2 separate regions of the Danio rerio genome follow, and region 1 is linked to region 2. The links are chromatin contacts, called in public HiChIP or PLAC-seq maps. All regions are on one chromosome and are shown on one strand. The core of a region is the stretch at or near the end of the contact, and the rest is flanking DNA. Distances in the headings are between cores, read along the strand shown. Region 1 holds the start of sfrp1b (secreted frizzled-related protein 1b). Region 2 holds the start of ppp3ccb (protein phosphatase 3, catalytic subunit, gamma isozyme, b).

Region 1 (5,263 bases), core at 1,195-3,694, 190 kb after region 2:
GAACTATTTTTGTTTGGTGTTTCAAAGTTAATACAATATTATTACACTAATAATAACTTTAATGCATCAATTAATATCAGTGTCTCTTTACCAAATTCACTGGCACACATCTGATCCAGAATCAAATCTGTTTTCATCTCATTTTCACATGCTGGACAAACAGATGAGCCACCTGCAGAAGAAGAAAAAAGAGGAAAGATTCAATCCAAATGTCCTGCCACAGGGGATGAATGCAATAATGATTGTTCATTAGCTTGTTAGCAATTCTTCACAATATTACTTACATAATTTATATAATATATTCATATACAGTTTGTATATATAGTAAAATAGTTTAAATATTTATCAAATCATGTCCGGTAAAAAGGCACTTTTTTCCTTCTATTTAAACTCTTACAATAATATACAGTTTGCAAATTGATTACTCCATGTTTAGGACTTTGACACCACTTTAAAATATCTTGTGCAAAATACTGACATCAGTAACCTTGTCATTCATGCATCACAAACAGATTTTAGCACACAATTAGCATTATAAAACCATACACTACAGAAAAAAAGTGTTGACGCCTGCTGATTACTAATAATAATAGTAAGGAAATTTAAAACAATTTATTAAACAAAGATGCATTTAAATGAGAATTGTAAATGAACACTATTAAAACTATATTATATTTTACAGATAAGATTGACACTGTTTACTATAATGATTGTCTACAACACTCTGGGCTCCCCTACAGGGGTTCTTTGCAAACAACTAGAATCAGAATCAGTAAAAGCTTTATTTCCAGGAATGTTTACACATAAGAAGACTTTGTTTTCATGGCAGAGGTTTCCACAGTGCAACACAATGACAGCGACAGTTAACAGAATCACTAGAATAAAAGCAGTTTTAAATTTTTTATGAACCATTTTAAGGTCAAAATGATTAGCCCCTTTAAGCTATTTATTTTTTCGACTGTCTGTAAAACAAACCATCTTTATAAAATTGCTTGCCTAATGACCCTAACCTGTCTAGTTAACCTAATATCCTAGCTAAGCATTTAAATGTCACTTTACGGTGTATAGAAATGTCTTGAAAAATATTTAGGGAAATATTATTTACTGTCATCATGGCAAAGATAAAACAAATCCGTTATTAGAAATGAGTTATTAAAAAATTAAGTTCAGAAATGTGTTGAAAAAAAATGTTCTCCGTTAAACAGAAATTGGGGAAAAATAAACAGTGGGCTTATAATTCAGGGGGCTAATAATTCTGACTTCAACTATATACAATTTGAAAAGTGTATGTATGGAATAATATATATACAATTTTGTATTTAAAGCTGTATTATGTGGAAATTGTTGTTAAATGTTAACTATGTGTGTTGTTAAAATAAATATGTATAGTTTGTTTGACAATTTTTATCAATAATTCATAAGATGGACAGAGAAAAATCATAAAAAAATGTAAAAATGAATCCTGAAATGAATGAAAAGATCTAGCATTTTATTGAGATAAACATGTTGTTAGTATTAAATAATTAAACAATAATATAACAAAAATATTAACAAATGAAATTTATGTACAAAATATTATTAAATGAGATTCAAATAAATCATTTAAATCATTTAAATTTTTGATTTAAATAAATAAATACTTAATAATAATAATAAAAACCTGATTAAAATGTTAAAGTCTTAAAGTTTTTTTATGTAAAGTAGCTAAATAAAATTACATAAAGTAAATACATAAATACAATAGCCTATTTAGAAACAGCGTAACTTAACAGAAAAATTCTATGTTTAATATACAGGATTAAAAAGCAGAATAACGAAAAATTCAATACAAATACACACATAAACTCACCTGCGATTAAGTCTGTTTCATTACTCTTGGTGGCGTTCGATGAAATGCAAACCTCGCCCAAAGGAAACTTATCACATCTGAGCATTTCTGGCCAGGGAAAGCCAAACGCCTGCATGATGGGGGCACAACTGTCCCGGACAGCCTCGCAGAACCAGCGGCACGGGTATAGGGGTCTGTCGAGGCACACTGGGGCGAAGAGCGAACAGAGCAGGACCTGTGTGCCCTTGTGACAGGCTTTGTGCACCAGCGGAACCCAGCTGACCGCCTGCTGCTTCACCTCCGCGATGGTCTCATGGTCCAGTAGATTGGGGAGCATCATCCTCCCGTAGCCAACGTTAAAACACAGCCTCAGGTCCTCGGGAATGTCCACACACGGCGGGTGTTTGTCGGAACTGTCCGGTGGCCAGATGTAGTCCTCATCCTCCAAGGCATTGAGCAGCGGCAGACAAAGAAACGGAGCGATGGAGAGCCACAGCTTCAGGGCAAGGTTCTTCATGGCACAAGGACGAAAATACTGTACCGAACAGTTATATCCACATGCGTCGCTGTGTTAAGAGCTCTGTTTGCATTAGTACGCTACCGCGCGCACTCGTCCTCAGTCTCTTCAGTTTTGATAAGTGTTGGGCGCGCGCTGCTTTTCGGTGCGCGTCGCGAGAGTTAATGAACGCGTTTCAAAGAAACAACCAATAGTAATGCAACCGGCTTGGCTTAACGATAGGATTGCTCAATGCTCTTGAATGACAAATTACCTTTTTTATGCAACGCGAAACTGAATCTATTATAGTTAACCCTTTTGCGCCTGTTTGGTAACAAGTAGCCTATATGCTGTGCGCGTGGGAAACAGACTTAAACATTTCTGTCTAATGATGATGCTGATGATGATCAATTCACGAACGAATCACTCATTTTGGGTCGAAGGGGTCGTAAAAGCATGAAGGGTCGGGTTTGTCATATTTACAATACATTGTGAATACACTTTTAAAGTACATTTTTTGATTTCTGTGGTTTCTTAAATAAATACAGAAGAAACGTTGCAAAGGAAACAAAACTGCTAAATTATTAAGCAGGCATTTAACAGAAATAATGTACAGTGTAGAATATTAACTCATGGTGCAGTGGAAAAACAATAATAGCCTACTGTGTATGACTCCCATGAGCTTGGACGACTGCATACATCCATCTCTGCAATGACTCTAATAACTTGTGAATAAAGTCATCTGGAATGAAAAAAAATCATTTTTGCAGGACTCCCAGAGTTCATTGGGATTCTTGTAATTAATTTTCAATGCCTCCTCCTTCACCTTACCCAGACATGCTTAACAATGTTCATATCTGGTGACTGAACAATCCTGGAGCACCTTGACCTTCTTTGCTTGCAGGAACTTTGATGTGAAGGCAGAAGTATGAGAAGGAGCACTATCCTGCTGAAGAATTTGCCCGCTCCAGTGGTTTGTAATGTAATGTACAGCACAAATGGCTTGATTCCTCGAGCTGTTGATGTTGCCATCCACTCTGCAGATCTCTCTCACGCCCCCACACATAATGTAACCCCAAACCATGATTTTTTTCTTCACCAAACTTGACTGATTTTTGCGAGAACTTTAGGTCCATACAGGTTCTAATAGCTCTTCTGCAGTATTTGTGATTATGGAGGTGTAGTTCAACAGATGATTCATCTGAAAAGTCTATACCTTCTGTCACTTTTCCAAATAATCAACTAAAAGTCAAGTTATTATTGGTTGCTCTTACAACTGGAATTGACGACAAGACTTTTGTCGGGTAGAGTATATGTTTAGATTGTGTACTTTTTAGAAATTTGCAAAAATGAGGGGTGGGGGGGCTTAAAACAAAATAAACTATACATTTTTACAATTGATTAAAAACAGAAAAAATATTTTAAAACAAGCATAAATGAACTAAATCTAGAATTATTAAAGATAATAGGCTCACACTTTATTTTATTGTACTATTGCTATTAACAGTGGTGTAAAGTAACTAATTACAAGTACTCAAATTACTGTAATTGTGTAGTTTTTCTCAGAAATTATAATTTACTAAATAGTTTTAAAAATGTGTACTTTTCCATGAGTAAATTTTTTCATTCAATCAAATATCAAATATCAAATCTTAAAGTGATTTTAGTACCACCGTAAGTAGCTATTGTAGTTTTTAATGGTCTGAATTAGTGTTTATTTTTTTTGTTATTATATATATATATATATATATATATATATATATATATATATATATATATATATATATATATATATATATATATATATATATATATATATATATATATATATATATATATAGTTTATTTAATTGTTTGAACTTGTGGTTTATAAAGATGTCTACATATTGTCTTTGAGATTTTAGAGATCTGAGCTTTAGTGTGTCAGCTCATCATTTATGAAGCTAGTATTTTTACCTCTGCCGTTTCTTCTGGAATCTACCACTGGCACTTGTGTAAGTCCCAATAGGTACATCATTAGTTTAGGGTATATCTAACAGGCAGTATTTGGTCTAATTAATCTATTAATTGTTCCAGAGCAAAAAGTTGTTGCTGAGGATTTAATTTGCTTTTAAAAAATGGTCAGTGTTTTACTGATGCTGATTTCAGTGCAGGTTCTGCCAGCGATGAGAGAATGTCTTTATGAGTGAGTCAGTATATTCATTCACTCATTCATTTTCTTTTCGGCTTAGTCCCTTTATTAATCCAGGGTCACCACAGCGGAATGAACCGCCAACCTATCCAGCATGTTTTTATGCAGCGGATGCCCTTCCAACCCCAACCCATCTCTGGGAAACATCCACACACACACTCATTCACACTCATACACTACGGACAATTTAGCCTACCCAATTCACCTGTACCACATGTCTTTGGACTGTGTGAGAAACCGGAGCACCCGGAGGAAACCCACGCAAATGCAGGGAGAACATGCAAACTCCACACAGAAAAGCCAACTGACCCAGCCGAGGCTCCAACCCATTACCTTCTTTATGTGAGGCGACAGCACTACCTACTGTGCCACTGCATCTGTATATGAGTCTGTATATAGGACTTTTAAATTGAACATACTCAACATAGGTGTACAAACAAAGAATTTTTTTTTTTTACTTTCAACACAACCAAGGTAAAGTCAACAAATGCACTGAGCAAATGCCCATGTTGAAAGGATGCAACTTTTTACTAATATTGAGCCATATCACACTATTTGTGAAATTTTGCTAGCATATATCATCAAAATACAATAATTGCATCATAAAAAGGACTTTTATCTGGTCAGTTTGAAAATTAACCATTGATCTGCATGCATAAATCCGAAAACAAAACAAACATAAAAGCTCAGAGTAGATGAAATCCTTTCAAGAGTCTTTCAGCAAACAGAAATTGGTAAAAATAGTAAA
Region 2 (5,048 bases), core at 185-2,684:
ATTGTCGCGCGCCTCAGGCACCCCCGCCTCTCTTTCCTCATACAGATGAAGTACGAGTCATTTTCGGGAATCGGTTCTTTTGGACAGTTCATTTTAAAGGTTCGGAGCTACAACAAATTTATCGATTCTTTTACGTCATGGCGTTATTGCGTCACTGACGTGGCAACGTAAACTAAAAGCTACTTTACATATTTTTGACATTTGCATTAATTATGTAAATAAATGCAAAAACTTACCTTTCTAGTACAACTTTTTACTATAATGGTAAAGTTTCATATGCGTAAAAATGGACTGGATCAAAGCCAAATTTTGTTCATTTCCTTTAAGAGACTGCGCTACTGCACAAGTTTGAGAACATTGTTAATTAAACAGCAAAGATGTGTAATAATCCTAAAGAATATGATATTTTTAATTACTGAATGTTTTTATGTACAATATGGCATATCAGTTTGTATATTACTATATAATTCTGTTTTTGTTGTTAAAAAATGGGATACGGCTATTGCTTTTTCTGACTCCTTTTTACGCCCATGTGTAATTTTTTAAGAAAAGAAGCTAAAAGCTAGTGACATAAATAAGTATTTTCTCCCTCTATGTAATTTAAATTTTTACATATTTTGCATATTTTAATGGCATCCCGACTGAGTTAGATGAGTTTAATAGTTCTATAAAAATCATTTAATTTCCTATAAAAACTATACCAGTGGCATTAATTCAATTAAACGTTTAGTAAAATTTATTGTTTAGACAAGAAGTGCTACAAATGTTCACAAACATTTTCAAATGAAGTTAAAAAAATAATAATAAAAATAAACAATTACTTTAAGTTGTAAATTATACTGGAAATCGATTGTAACTGATATGCTGTAGATTTGTGTAGGTTTTTGCATTTTATTATTTTTTAAAATCTATTTTTAAACCTTATACACACACACACACACACACACACACACACACACACATATATATATATATATATATATATATATATATATATATATATATATATATATATATATATATATATATATATATATATATATATATATATATATATATACACACACACACACACACACAAAATTTATATATAACGTTATGTACTCAAACGCTTTTTTGTTGACGATGTTTTATTAGAGTCAGCCATATTTATGTCTATGTGTGTATGTATTGTGTTTTACAATAAATGTTTTGCTTGTAAATGTTATGTTTTCAAATGAACAAAGCTGTTAATAAAACATCTGAATATGCATTTTATCAGTGATTAGTTAGGTTTTTGCTCAACTCGCTCTCTACGGTTCTCAGTTCAGTGAATCGGTGAAGTGTTGACTCGAGAACCGAGTCCTTTTCGTCTGCGAACCGTTCAGGCTGGGTTTATGAACAGGTTCAAACGATTCCCTGAGATGATCCGACTCAAATGAACGATTCGTCTACGAGTCGGACATCGCTACTCCCTCAGAGAAATTGACAGCAGCTGGGTCGCCTGTGTGAGCAAACCCGAAGGACAGACACGGCAGAAAATAAAACTCTGCCGTTGCAGTGGGCTCCCCCTTCCCCTTTCCCCCACCGTTTGAGCGAACATATCAGTAAAGCGACCCGGACGAGCTCTCTGACTCCGTTTCCCCGCTTTCACAGCGGAGCGGTCAGGACTTTTGTCAGTAGCTTAGCCGAGCTAGCGGGCTAACACGACTAGCTGGGTTCAGCTACAACAAGGAATTACAAATATTCCACCGAGAAACACTGAAGAATGTCGGGGAAGGATCAGAATAAACAATCCACCACCGAACGGCTCGTGAAAGGTACATTTTCTTTGTGAAACTGCGTTTTTGTACAGTTCGGGTGGGTTTTGTGTTAGCTAACGTAACCCGCTCTGGTAGCTGATGGGTGACATTCAGTTTATGTCTAATATAAATATAAGCAAGCGAGGACATCTGTTGTGTTGACTGACTTTTGGATAACTTAGAAAGTGAAATGACACATGTTGATGGCTAATTTGACAGGCTGGCTCGGGCTGCATGGGATGAATTAGCGTGAATTAAATGAGATCAATGAAGTTTTAAGCTCTAGTGTGCAAACATTACGCAGAGGCAAAGCTCTTATTAGTGAATTAGGCCATTATGGGATATTAGTGGAGATGCATGATACTTGTAGTGGTCTGGATATGCAAAACACGTGAAATTCATGAAAATGAAACTACCAAAGCTGTATCAAGCTTTGCATTGCAGGTCTTTGTATTTTTCACTTCTCTATATCTGGCGTTTTGGTCGTGTCTCTGTCTATAGATGCTGATTAGACAACAATTCTAAAATGAAGGATGTATGAAACTCCTTTTTAGTGTAAACAGGCTTTGGTTGACTTTGATATGCATTGCAATCTCATTTGCATGACATGAAATACTTTTTGAACGTAACAGTGTTATAAATCTTAAAATGAGAGGTTAATCATACTTGTGTGTGTGTGTGTGTGTGTGTTTGTCATATATATATATATATATATATATATATATATATATATATATATATATATATATATATATATATATATAGTGCTCAGCATAATTGAGTACACCCCTTTTTGAAATTAATTTCTTAGTGAATATAGGCAATGTATTTTGGTGTATTTAAACAAAATAGATTTATTAAGCAGATATATTTATTAAAATAATATTTTAGTTACCAAACATATTTAGAAATTGAAAGATGTTTCAATTAAATTAGAGCAAAATATAAAAAAAAAAAACAATCTACAAAATTTAAGCAAGATTTCTGTTCATTTTTTTTGCTTCTCTTGATTTTCCTCTTTTTTTTAAAAAAATGTATTTTATGTTTTTCTATTACATAAATATGTGTATACTAGTTTTTTTGGACTGTTATTGTAAGTTATTTTGTTAGATAAGCTCCAGATTTGCTTTCAGTACTGATTTTTAATGAAGACCGCATAAGTCAAGAATTCATTTGAATGATTTAGCCAGACATGTTTACTGTTCCAAAACATTTTAAATGTTTCTTAACATAAAGTATATTGTGTTTAAAAGGGGAAAAATGTTTTTTGATTTTACCCAGACATTTTAAAAGAATATATTTTAGAGCAGTAATTGCAATACTGCGAAACCATGATATTTTTATTCAAGGTTATCATACAGTCAGAATCTTATACTGGCCCATGACTACTGAGCACTATATATATAATCATTCATTCATTTTCTTGTCGGCTTAGTCCCTTTATTAATCCGGGGTCACCACAGCGGAATGAACCGCCAACTTATCCAGCAAGTTTTTACGCAGCGGATGCCCTTCCAGCCGCAACCCATCTCTGGGAAACATTCACACACACTCATACTCTACGGACAATTTAGCCTACCTAATTCACCTGTACCGCATGTCTTTGGACTGTGGGGGAAACCGGAGCACCCGGAGGAAACCCACGCGAAGGCAGGGAGAACATGCAAACTCCACACAGAAACGCCAACTGAGCCGAGGTTCGAACCACCGACCTTCTTGCTGTGAGGCAACAGCACTACCTACTGCGCCACTGCCTAATATATATATATACACACACATGATTAGTATATTTTTTGTTTTCTATTATATAATGAATAGGTATATACATCATAAATCAATTGGTTACATCTATTTTTAATATATTAGTACCTAAAAACTGAATAGGCATAAAAGTTTATTATGAGAGATGAAAATGTTTCACAGTTTATAATTTAATTGCTATGCACATTTCAAAATAAAAGATTAATGTAACTTTAAAAGCCTATTTAGCACTGTATGTTATTCTTGGTGGACTTATCAGAATGACTTATTTTATTAAGTCCACAGAGCCTTCACCCGCTTTATCAGTACACAAAAGTGCCTCTGTTAACATTAATTCAAATTACTGCAGTGCATTTGCTTTCATTCTCCTGCATCTATCGTTCTTCTGGCTTTCGGCAAGGGAATTTGAGAGAAGTAAATCCTGTGCTCTCTTGTCTGAAGGTAGAACTAAACTAATTGAACTTATCCCTGTGATCCCAATTAACCTCAAACAAATAATCCTACTTTAAAATCAAGGAAGGATTGACCTATGCTTAGGTAATTCATTTAAACATCAGCTCCCTATCAAGGGCTCATGGGAGTATCTCATGTTGAAGCGGTGAGACACAGTCGAGTAATGCTCTAATTGGATCATTAGGTCAGTGTCTTCATAGGCACCGAAGCACCCGGGGAACTTTGACTTGTTTTTGATTAAAACTACTGTGTCCGCTGACATATATAGTGTGTTCATGCCTCTCAGCCTCTTATTTGCCGCTGTCAGCTCGCTGTGTTTTAGCTGATCGGGCTCAATTAGACAGCCTCTGTAATGAGCTGTTGGCACTGGGCTCTTTAGTAGTTTAGTTCTGGAGCCGTAATGATTTGCGTCTTCCTTCCCGAGTCAGTCCATTCAGCAATCTAAATCGCTACAGACAAGAAAAAAACCCTCCTCATTAAAAAAAGAGCTCAGCCCTCATTCTGACTAGAATTGGAGATCTTCGTTTTTCAGGAGCAGTAGCATTTCAGCTTCAAATTGGTTCCAGGTTTCACTGAATGCCTCCTTTCAGTTTGAGCACTCCAACACCTGGATTTTGCGCTACACGTATGCGTAATTGCAGGCTGTCTGAAAAGTGTTTTTGTGGGATTTGTTTTGTCAACCGTGATGGCCAGACATGCATCTTATAGAAGTTCTGAACTAGAGAATTGTGCAAAAAGAATACAAGATAGAGAAGTGAATATGTTGTCTGTGAAATAATGTAAGGTGCATTCGCTTAATTATCTACATTTCAAGATGATGTTCTGTTCTGAAGCTGTTCACATCCTTCGGCTCAGAACTGTGTTTCTATGACAACACTAAATTAATCTGTAGAGAGGTCACATGGTACTAGTTTAGCTCTCAGAATATCCTTAGTATGAAACTTGTAATTGTGATCCAGATGAGTTGGAATCTTATTTTGGGGTTAAAAGATTGCGTGAACGCACCTTTAAAATGCAGTGATCCCTCTCAGACACTTTTTTTCAGTGCTTGTT

The links. HiChIP or PLAC-seq counts read pairs in DNA pulled down with a chosen protein or histone mark.
Region 1: a contact with region 2 is called in an H3K4me3 HiChIP or PLAC-seq map of gastrula embryo, with 2.7 times the contacts expected there. The contact joins the promoter of sfrp1b here to the promoter of ppp3ccb in region 2. A contact is called at or near these places in 2 of 4 datasets of contacts at active chromatin or transcription factors (embryo and gastrula embryo).

Annotation. Positions count from the first base shown.
Region 1 is chr10:25,232,977-25,238,239 of GRCz12tu, forward strand. It overlaps sfrp1b (secreted frizzled-related protein 1b), which reads right to left and starts at 2,445. Exons shown (of 3, transcript NM_001083571.1): 1 at 1,850-2,445; 2 at 92-172. The coding sequence starts at 2,345.
Region 2 is chr10:25,047,810-25,052,857 of GRCz12tu, forward strand. ppp3ccb (protein phosphatase 3, catalytic subunit, gamma isozyme, b) reads left to right here and starts at 1,435. Exons shown (of 14, transcript NM_001080594.2): 1 at 1,435-1,799. The coding sequence starts at 1,748. All of the region lies in intron 1 of htr7b (5-hydroxytryptamine (serotonin) receptor 7b), which reads right to left.